Linked DNA regions of Triticum aestivum: region 2 is linked to region 1. A link is a contact called in public Hi-C data. All regions are on one chromosome and are shown on one strand. The core of a region is the stretch at or near the end of the contact, and the rest is flanking DNA. Distances in the headings are between cores, read along the strand shown. Region 1 holds the start of LOC123062372 (probable LRR receptor-like serine/threonine-protein kinase At1g51810). Region 2 holds the start of LOC123056999 (senescence-induced receptor-like serine/threonine-protein kinase).

Evidence for each region. A called contact is a pair of places that touch in the nucleus more often than the background predicts.
Region 2: a contact with region 1 is called in a Hi-C map of leaf, with 2.3 times the contacts expected there. The contact joins the promoter of LOC123056999 here to the promoter of LOC123062372 in region 1. A contact is called at or near these places in 3 of 5 Hi-C or Micro-C datasets (all in leaf).

Annotation. Positions count from the first base shown.
Region 1 is chr3A:582,246,630-582,252,356 of IWGSC CS RefSeq v2.1, forward strand. It overlaps LOC123062372 (probable LRR receptor-like serine/threonine-protein kinase At1g51810), which reads right to left and starts at 3,240. Exons shown (of 12, transcript XM_044485854.1): 1 at 3,014-3,240; 2 at 2,226-2,793; 3 at 1,445-1,944; 4 at 1,060-1,204; 5 at 708-779; 6 at 558-623; 7 at 401-481. The coding sequence starts at 3,128. LOC123062373 (a long non-coding RNA gene) reads left to right here. Exons shown (of 2, transcript XR_006429642.1): 2 at 2,955-3,368. LOC123062374 (a long non-coding RNA gene) reads left to right here and starts at 3,841. Exons shown (of 3, transcript XR_006429643.1): 1 at 3,841-4,457. LOC123062371 (senescence-induced receptor-like serine/threonine-protein kinase) reads right to left here. Exons shown (of 12, transcript XM_044485853.1): 11 at 5,700-5,727; 12 at 4,751-5,633. The coding sequence ends at 4,963.
Region 2 is chr3A:582,015,537-582,020,613 of IWGSC CS RefSeq v2.1, forward strand. It overlaps LOC123056999 (senescence-induced receptor-like serine/threonine-protein kinase), which reads right to left and starts at 1,916. Exons shown (of 12, transcript XM_044480186.1): 1 at 1,808-1,916; 2 at 326-893. The coding sequence starts at 1,916. It overlaps LOC123062370 (senescence-induced receptor-like serine/threonine-protein kinase), which reads right to left. Exons shown (of 12, transcript XM_044485852.1): 12 at 4,529-5,077. The coding sequence ends at 4,538.

The DNA.
Region 1 (5,727 bases), core at 1,990-4,489:
ATGGTAGTACTGGTACATGTAACCGAGGACATGCTGGTTAATAGAGTGACTTCACACACTTTTTGTGGCACCCAAATTAGCCATCACAACTTAGTAAAATTTGTAAGTTTTCTTTTATACAACAAGTGAGGCTGCTTCGTCATGGCGTTAGAAAAGTGTGGTAGGCCACAACTAACTGAACTGTGGCCAGAGAAAGTCAAACTTGCGTAACACTAGTCTGGTAAAGTGTGGCATATTTGTTATATGTGCAAGACTGTTGCTAAACCTTGAATTTCTTCTATGAGGCTCAACCCTGTTTCTTTGCAGTGTTGTTTTTTAGTTTGATCTATTTTTTTATGTAGTAATAAATTGTGCAACATTCAGTTAAAACAAAAGGAATTACGCAACAAAGCATGCAAACCTTAAGTCAAGCAGACCAGCCTGAGATCTTTGAAGAATAGAATCCGGGATTGGCCCATCAAGCTGGTTATATGACAAATCGCTGTAAAATAATAGTTAAAACCATTCTCTAAAACTTATATCATCAACCAAATATTATAATCAGCACAGAGACTTACAGAACTTTGAGTGACTTTATTTGGTAGTCTGGAATAGCTCCTGTCAAATTGTTGTGTGATAAATCCCTACATATATTATGTGCTTAGGTCACAAGGATGTCAAAATAATAACATTTAGCCCATTGCTATTTTGTGGTAGGCACGACTTACAAGTTTTCCAGTGATACCATGTTCATGAATGATATGACTAATCCACCTTTCAGTCCGCTGGTAGACAGATTTCTGCAAAACAACTCATTTTAATACAGGTCTATTAATTTAGTGATAGCATTCAGCTAACTTGTTTTTTAAAGATTATTAAAGTATCATTCTGTGGTTCACACTAAATTACATATGTTTTCAAGATTTCAACTAAATTAACTGTGTCTTCAAGATATTAGCCAGTAAGATATGTGACTGAGTGTCTCTTGCTAATGTAATGCGCTTCAAAGGTTAAACATATTGAATTGTGATATTTAGGTTCCAAAATGTAAATATGGGACAGTCCTGGTTATTTTCTTACACTGCGACAATCATCGGATTCTGGTTGCTCTTAGAGTAGTCGCAAGTCAAACCTTCCCACGAATACTCTCTTGGGGAGCATGGATCTCCATTCCAGTTTATTCGTGCCAAATTGTAGTGTTTCTTGACTTCCTTCATGTAAATGACTACAACACCCAAAAGACAATGGAAACAAATATGAACAGAATAAATAAAGCTGTATATGTTGGCTATGGGCGCTCATATATATGTATTAAAAAGAATATAAACATTAACTTAACCAGTTGCAAAGTTATTGCATATCCAAGTTTTTTCTACTGAACAGAAGTGAATAAACTGCATGATGATCATGTGAATCTGCCACATATACATGTATAATGCACGTGCATTGTATGCACTGAGCTCACCATCGTCGGAGTCAGTGGTGAGGTTATCCATCCGAACGAGCGAGTACACCTCAAACGCGTTGATGAGCGGTGGGAGCCTCGATCTGCGTGTCCTGTTCAGGCGGAAGATCGCAGCAGGGTTGTTCAAAAACCGCCCATTCTGGTGCATGCTGTCCACCTGGAATCGTGACGGTGAGAAGTCTGAGAATAGCAAGTCGTTGTCGCTGTAGATGTCAAATCTCCTGCTCGGGTTGCTGCTGTTGATCTCAGCAAAATGGAAGATGGGAAGAAGCTGCAGGTTCTTGGTGTCCAGGTTGGGACCCACTGTCACATTGATCTCGAAGAAGGAGAAATTTGCGTCTAGGGTTGAGGCCCGCCGGAGGATGCCCTCCGGTACCTGGAAGGCTTTGTCACCGGGTAGCGGCCTTACTTGATTGCTAGTGTTTAGGGCGATCCAGGGGTAGGCGTTGTAGGAGAAAGACCAGCCCTCCCAGAACCGGTCGTACGGGTCCAATGGATATCTTGATCACACACAAAGACAAGGGGAGAACAAGTAAATAGCTAGCCCAATAAACTACTTTCTGGTTTGTACTTAAAGGCAGCAGCTATGGCAACTGACAAACCCACTTTCTTGTCACCTTAAGATGACATTAATTTTTGTTAGAAGCAATTTCAGGTTTCAGGAAACAGATTAAGGGGCAATCACTTTAGTTGTGCCGAGCTTGCCAGCCGAATTTAAAAGCATCGTCAGGCATTATTAAGATCAAATCCAAAATTACTATGGATGCCAGCCTTGTCTCACCTTGTGATAAATTCAGTGGATTGACCAAATCTGATTCGTCTAAAGTAGCTGATTGACACCGAAGTATTCACGAAAGGATACATCAAATCTTCAAGTGGCCTCAGCTCCAACGAAGACACGAACGGAGTCCCTGTACCGAAGTTTATCAGACAGACCGACAGGTTGTTGGCCGGAGCAACGGTGAGCACCTCCTTCCATATTGTGCTTGATGGATCCGTATTTGTCAAGTTTACCGCCTCCCAGAAATTGACACCGATATGGAGTCCAAACAGAAACAGAGACCCATCCGTAGTCCGGTTCAGCCCATCGTAGTTCCCGTAGGTAAACATAGCCCTCAGCAAAAACTTTTTACCAGCGGCGGATGGCAGCGTGTAGCAATTCCGCGAGCCATGAGAGAAGCTCCTCAAGACCTTTTGGTTCTCATATACGGCATCAGCCATGAGTGCTGCTGAAATATTGTTGCTCGCACCGCCATCGACAAATTCAAGGTCAGGAAGGAACACGAGTCCTGTGAGGGTGTCGTTGTAGGGACTACTGTTTGTGAATCCACAATCGATGTTTACATACCCTGCGTAATGGAGAGTACGTATCAGTTTCATGTGTTTCAAGTTTAAGATGATCATGGAATGTGCGACCAGGTATTTGGTAGCTAAGAATTTGTTGACATCTAAGATTTCAGAGTGGAACTTCTTAAGTTGCAAGCTAAAGTAAACTGAACTCTCCATGCAGATGGAGCAGAGCTAATAGAGGTGCAGGGTAGAAGGGAAACGCTGGAAGTATTGTATTACCAGAGGTAGAAGACTGGCCATGGACTTGGATCATGGTGACCAGGATGAGCAGCAGCGCCAGGATCCATGTCAGCTTTGTCGTTGTACTTGCCGAGCAACCGAAGCTGATCGCCATGGTTGTGCCCAGTCCTCGCAATTTTTGGAAGCAAGAAACAACCGTCCGGTACAAAAGGCTTGTGCAGCTATATAGCAGCGAAAACACCAATGTGGTATATTTTTGTAATGGTTTGTTGGGGTTTTGAGTATTTAGTTTGACTTGGGCTTGGGCTTGGCCTTGAATTTAACAAATGTATAGAAAGCAATTTTTTTTTGCTCATCAGTAGGTAATTGCAGGTCGCAGCACTTGTTTTCTCTAGCACACCAGACTGGTTCAGAGAACCGTCAACGTCCGTGGCTTTAGATATGGGCGACATGCAGGCCCGATTCGCCCGCCCACACAAACAATTGTGCCCGAGTTGGGACTTGGCTATCAGGCTGACGAGCGGTTCGTTGGCCGCATACGGAAGACTGCAGAGCACCGCGACATTTGGCGTGCGGCCTATCCTCCATGCCAAGCTGGAATTTCTTTTCTTATAAGATGGATGCAAGTTGCATCAATTTCTTTCACCACAAGGCTCATCAGATAAAAAAGGAACAAGTGGCAGCTAGACCGACCGATTCGCAGGGCGATATAAGAACGACCGGGTGTGAGTTCGGAGGACGCATGTCCGCCGGCCGGTCGGTCTCAAATGTCAATAGGATGCTTATTATTTTTATTACCATGATGAATATCGAGTTTCATCAGCACGTACGTGGAGGATGGCACTTGGTCGCGCGTCACAAACAAAGGGCAGGGCAGGTAGAAGTAGAATTCATGAGCGAGCGGCGACTGTATGTATATTCGGGATCTGAACTTGGTTTCAATCTGGTTTGGGGCAGGTGCCCCTGTCCCGCTTACGTCGAGAAACCGCGTCAACCAACTCCACAGGTTATCGACAAGGCGGCAAGCACAAGCCGTCCCGGCGGACGGCGACGGCTTCCTCGCCCTGTGCCGGCCGCGGTCACCGCGAAACGGCGGCGCACGGTCGGCAGGGCCACGCGCGCTCTCTGCTGGCGGCGCACGCGGAGGCAAGCCGATAAACACGAGTGATTCTAGGCGGTGGCACCAGGCCAGGGCGGTAGGGGGCCTACACGCGCGACCCGACTCGACTCTCGCATTTGGGGATCGGGGGACCAGATTGCACATCGTTTTCCGTTTGAGGGACCAGATTGCCCTCTGCCGTCGCCGTCGCCGTCGGGGGTGGCGGCCATGGGTTCACGCACGGCGCGGGTTTGCCCCGCCCCCTCCCCTTCCCTTCCACAAGGCCACCGCCACCGCCACAACAGCTCGGAGCTCGGCCAGGAGGCACTGCAGTAAGCGGCCGAGTCGAGGAGCCGCCTGCGGGCGACCGGCGAGGAGGGTTAGGTATGTCATGCGGTTGCATTTCTTCCCCTGCATTCGCATCAGCCTCTTCGTACCTCAGGTGCCAACTCGCTCATACTTACTAGAGTCAGTAGTAGCTCCAACTCGGGAAATGCTCAGAGGATTTGGTAGTAGGAGGGCGTATTTTAATCCGATTCAACAGCATTGCAAAGAGGGAATGGGGGATTGGGGGTAATGAAAATGCCGAGTTCTTAAGCTGCAGTGTTTAACTTGTTTTAAATTTGGTCTGGAACCTAATGTGCGAGTGCCAATTAACAGATCACCGAGTTCTCACATGGAAGAAGACTACATCCTATTTGAAAATTCCTTGAACAAAAATACCAAAGTTTGCACAATTCTTTTACCCCTCATCCAAACAACAAGCAAGATCAGAAAATGGAAACAAAATGACTGGATTTCTGTTTATCTACAACCAATCATGACAAGTTGAGCAAACTACCAAACTTTGTCTAAGCAGACGCAACAATAACTCGCATGCATTTTCCTTTCACCGTCCAGATAAGGGGACCAGTTGTGTCATCCGACTGGTATAGCCAGACTGGAAGGAGCTGGAGCTCTCGTCGTTGACTTCTCCAGAAATCAACAGCTGGAACTGCTTTCGCATTTCATCATTCATGGACTTCGTGGAGGACGGGGAAGCATACTGTTTCTGGCTTGGAGTTGTTGGCAACAACACTTTTAGCCTTGAAACAACCTCGGTCATGCTTGGCCTGTCGATGGCTGCACTCTCTACGCAGTTCATGGCAAGATCCACCACGCTCTGCAGGGCATTGGCGTCGTACTGATCCAACAGCCTCTTGTCCACGATATCTTGAATACTGCCTTTCGCAATCTTTTGGCGTACCCAGTTTGGTAGGTGGTAGGTGTGAGGGTCCATCAATACCGGGGGCTTGCCAGTGATGATCTCCAAGAGCACGATGCCGAAGCTGTAAACGTCTGTCTTGATGGTGAGCTGGAAAGTTGCATGGTACTCAGGGTCGAGGTAGCCGAGAGTGCCAGCAGCAACTGTAGATATATGTGTGTGCGCATCATTGAAAGCCCGCGAAAGCCCAAAATCAGCTATGATCCCCACCAGGTTCTTGTCCAGAAGGATGTTGGCGGTCTTGACATCTCTGTGAACTATTGATGGGGTGCATGACTCATGTAGATATTCCAGTCCTGTAGTTTACTTTGTCAACATATGCATACATCACCTAAAAGAAAGCATGCAAATGAAATGTGAACCTTGTGCCGAATCAAGTGCAATATGAAG
Region 2 (5,077 bases), core at 666-3,165, 230 kb before region 1:
TAAATAGCCAGCAGAGCACACTAATCTTTTGGTATTTTACTTAAAAAAGGCACTTGCTATGGGATTTAGCAATCCCAACTTCATACTCCATCCGATCCATATTAATTGTCGCCGATTTAGTTTTTCTTTTGGCAAAATAATCCCAGCTTCATATCACCTTGAGATTTAAATTTTGTTACGTGCAACTTACATGTAACTGCAGCATCTAGAAAACAAAGGACCAAACACTTTAAATGCGTTTAATCTAGCAAATTAAATTTAAGACCATTGTCAGGCATAAGTCAGATCTAATCTTAAACTATAATGGATGGCAGCCTCCTCTCACCTTGTGATAGGGTCGGTGACGTTGCCAAATCTGATCCGGTTAAAGTAGCTGATTGACACTGAAGTATTCACAAAAGGGTACATCGTATCTTGCAGTGGCCTCAGCTCCAACGAAGACACAAAGGGAGTCCCTGTACCAAAGTTTATCAGACAGACTGAAAGGTTGTTGCCCGGAGCAACGGTGAGCACTTCCTTCCATATTGTGCTTGATGGATCCGTATTTGTCAAGTTTACTGCCTCCCAGAAATTGACACCGATATGGAGCCCAAACCGAAACAAAGACCCGCCCATAGTCCTGTTCAACCTATCGTAGTTGCCGTAAGTAAACATGGCCCTCAATAGATACTTCTGACCTATGGTGGATGGCAGTGTATAGCAATTCCTTGAGCCGTCAGGGAAGCTTCTCAGGGTCTTTTGTTGCTCATTCCCCGCACCAGCCATGAACTCTTTCAAAATTTCGTTGCTCAATCCGCCGTCGACCAATTCACCATCAAAACGGTACGGTATTTTTAGAGTGCTGTCGATGTAGGCGCTACTGTTTGTGAATCCACAATCGATGTTTACGAACCCTGCATAATGGAGAGTATGTATCAGTTTTACGTGCTTCGAGTTTAAGATCTACTGAGACTCTGACAGCATCTCTAGCACATCCCTAGTAATTTAATTCTCCGTCCTATTCCCATCCTTTAATTCCCTATTTATTAGGAATTAAACTTTTGTCCATCAAATCCATCTCCCAAAACTTATTTTTCAATATAATTTTTGCACACAAATTCATTTGAAACATAAATTTAAACTAGTTCATTGCATATTAATCAACGCCACCACATTAAGATCAAACCTAGCATATTTAAACATACCAATACCGACTACCATACCATTACATCGACATTGAACTAGGTAAAACATCGACATAAACCGGATAGAACTAGATACTACACAGATAAAGACAAGCTCCATTCCTCGTTGTCCTCGGAGAACTCCTTCTCAGGGGAGATGGGGATCACCCCCTCCCTGCCCCGTCGGAGGGGCCGCCCTTGGGGACATCATAAGAGCATTACCTATTTGAGTACCTATAGTTTTGTGCCGTTAATTTGAATGTAGAAGTACCTGATATGTCATGTGCTTTTGCACGTACAGCTTACTAGTATCGAGAAAAATGGGCTAGAGGCAAAAGTTTTTGAGAGCTGTTTTCTTTTTCTTTTAACTAAAGGAAATGAGGGATGGGCTAGATGGGTGTTAATTCCCTAAACCAAAATGTTCTGTCCATATATAACTTTCAGAAATGCTCTAAGCAATGATCATGACATGTTTGACTAGGCATGCGGTAGCTACTAATTTGTTGATTTCTGAGGTTTTCAGTAAAGTGAGATTTCTTAAGTTGCACGCTGAAGTAAACTGAACTGTGGGTGCAGATGGAGCAGAGCTTAGAAAGGTGCTGGATCTGGAAGGGGAAAAGCTCAGAGGATATGACATGAATTACCATCGGTAGTAGACTGGCCATGTACTTGAATCGTCGTGACCAGGATGAGAAGCAGCGCAAGGATCCATGTCAGCTTTGTACTTGCTGAGCAACTGAAGTTGATCACCATGGTACTCTGTCTTCGGTTCTTGCAATGTTGGTAAGCAATCATGCAAATTAAGAAGCTTGGTATCTGCAACAAATGACTTGTGTACGCAGTTATATGGCCGAGAAAACCAAGTACAGTAACACAATTTAGTAGTATGCGGATTGACTTGACTTGACTTGGCCTCGGCGCTCAATTAACAATGTGGATGAAACAAAACGTTCTAATCATCAGTAGATGGCCTTTTCATGTAGCAAATGTAACTTGCATTTCACCTAAAATCGGAAAATGCAACTTGCCAACTTGCCATGGAGTTTAGTTTGACTAGCTCGGTTCTAACCTACTACTGCCCGTCAGCGTGATAACGAGGTCCCAGCCCAGGATTGGTGCATTTTGGCGAGGAACCATGCAGGTAGCTCGCCCTTACAGCGACGCCCGCTGACATTTCTCTGAAGTCTGAACCGGTCTTCTGTGGTAAATTCAGCGAGGGTAACAAAGTGTATATCTATGGTTACAAGACAAAAGTAAGAGGACAAGTTGCAAGACCAGTTCGACGATGTTGCGCCAAACCCAGCGTGACCTAACTAGGCTGACATAAAATGAGCAAGATCACGTATGTCTCCCCTCCGGTTCTGAAATATCATCTGGAATGTTTTACCCATGAATTTCCATGAGCATGCGGTTGGGCAATGCATGTCAAATTCTGGAAAACGAAGTAGAATTCATCTTCAGCTTGGTTTCAGCTTGGTTTCAATATTTGTTTTGGGTGCTTTCCCCTGCTTCTGCAAGCATCTACTAGAGCACTACTCCTAAAAGTTACTAGGTTTTACGCAGTTTTAATTTAGAGATTGTGGTGGAATCAGCAATGCTACATCTATAGGGGTTTTACATGAGTTTTACAGGCTAGGCTGAGGTGGGGTGTGTTGATTGGTTGTTAAGATGAAGCGGGCCCCACACTGAAAATGGGGGAGATATTAGTGAGAGGGATAAGGTTAGTCCGTTAATTCTTGTAAAAATTTCCCGTACGTCTAGCATTTTTGGTGATAGAATAGACTTTTGTCGTTTGTCGGTAACCTTTACACATTTAGAGATTGCTCGTGAGCGCGTCTTCGCACTGGCGATTGGCCCATGCAATCGCATGCGCGAGCCCGAGGATGCAGTGCACTTCCAATGTTTCCTGGGGCGATAGATCGCCGATGTGTCCCGTGGATGCTCAAGTAGGAGAAACCCTGTTTACATGGCGCATCACGTAAATGTGAGACCAGCAGCCGGCGAGCAAAGCTCTGGTAGCCTCGCTCTACTAATACACACGATCTTCCCTAAAAAAACTAATGCGCACGAACCTCTCAAAGAAAATAAAATACTAATACACTCAGAGCTAGGAACCTTATTGTTTGTCCTTTGTATGTGCCCTTTTACAAAGCGGATCAAAGGAAACTACGCAACAAAGCTAAAGCGCCAGCAATGTACTGACATACATGCCACTTGCCAGACCAGTTTGACGATGATACGCTCGTGATAACCAACTCAACTAGGGTGATACGTTTGTTGGCGGTTTCTTTAATAAAAATCAATGAGGAGGCTTGCTGTTTCAAAAAAAAAAAACTTGGCGGACTAATCATGGGACTTTGATTGCCCATTTTTTATTTAAAAGATGGACAAAGTGCTTGCACACGAAAGGAAGTGGTAAGATCAGCGTGACTTTAATAACGATCACCGACAGGTCAACAGATCCACCGTCAGATATGGCGTAGCGCACGACCGTCCGCTCTTGTCGGATCTCGGCCGCTCGATACTCGGATCTCGGCCGACTGGGGCGAGCAAAAATAAAATAGGAGGGGGTTCCGCCTCACGGGTGCCCGTGGCCCGTGTGGCCGCGTGGGGCGTCGCCGGGCTTCTTGCGGCTGCGCCCACGCTGTAACTTGACAGGCCGGTAAGGTTTTCTCAAAAAAAAAGGCCCACCCCTTCGCCCTCAGGCACGGCGGGGGTCGCCGCCCACTTCGACTCCACGCCAGGGCGCCGCCGCACGCCCATCCATCGGGCAGCACCGGAGCTGCTCTACCGCAGTGATGTGCTGCCCCCAATCTCTCGTACAGCTCGGGTTTGGAGGCGGAGGCCAAGGGGGAGGAGGCGCAGGCGCTGTAGCTCGCGGACAAGTCGAGGAACTGCCCCACGGCGCGAGCGGCGAGACTAAGGTATGTCATGTGCCATTTCTGCTCAGGTCCTCAGGCTCCAACTTGTGTGCCATCGCATGTAGTGCTGTGTTAGTCGACAAACTCCGTGGATGCTCGGATGATTTGGTAGAACAAACAAGTACTTTAGATTTGAATCCACATGCTTGCAAGAGAGAATGGGGAATAAAAGGCGGAATCCTTAGGCGGCAGACTACTTGTCTTAGGATTGCTGTGGTTTTGATGTACGGGCACTAATTAATGGGCCACCAAGTTCTCAAATGGAAGGGGACGCTTCATGCTTGAACACTATTACCGGTAGAAACTAGCAATATTAACACTATTACCCGTACAAACGAGCAATATTAGAATCTGAAAATGACACAATTACTAAATTTCAGTTTACGGACGATCAATGGCAGCGCAGTTAAGCAAATTACCAAACATTATCTAAGAGGACCCGGCATCTCGCTTTCACCGTCCAGAAAAGAGGCTCGTTTGTGAAATCCCATTGGTATAGCCAGACTGGAAGGATATCCCCTCGTTTCTTGCTCTTGAAATCATCAGCCGGAACTGCCTTGGAATTTCAGTATCCATGGAGTCTGTATGTCGAGGGGCCCCAGAAACAGCTGGCAACCACACTTTGAGCCTTGAAGCAACCTCGGTCATGGTCGGCCTGTTGATGGCTGCGTTTTCGAGGCAGTTCATGGCCAGGTCCACTACACTCTGCAGGGAACTGGCATCGTACAGATCCAGCAGTTTCTTGTCTACAACATCGTGAATGCTGCCGTTAGCTATCTTTTGCCGCACCCAATTTGGTAGGTGGACAGTTTGAGGGTCCATAACTACTGGGGATTGGCCGGTGATGATCTCCAAGAGCACGATACCAAAGCTGTAAACATCTGTTTTGACGGTGACTTGGAAACTTGCATGGTATTCAGGATCGAGGTAACCAAGAGTGCCAGCAGCAGCAGTAGATATGTGTGTGTGAGCATCATTAAAAGCCCGTGAAAG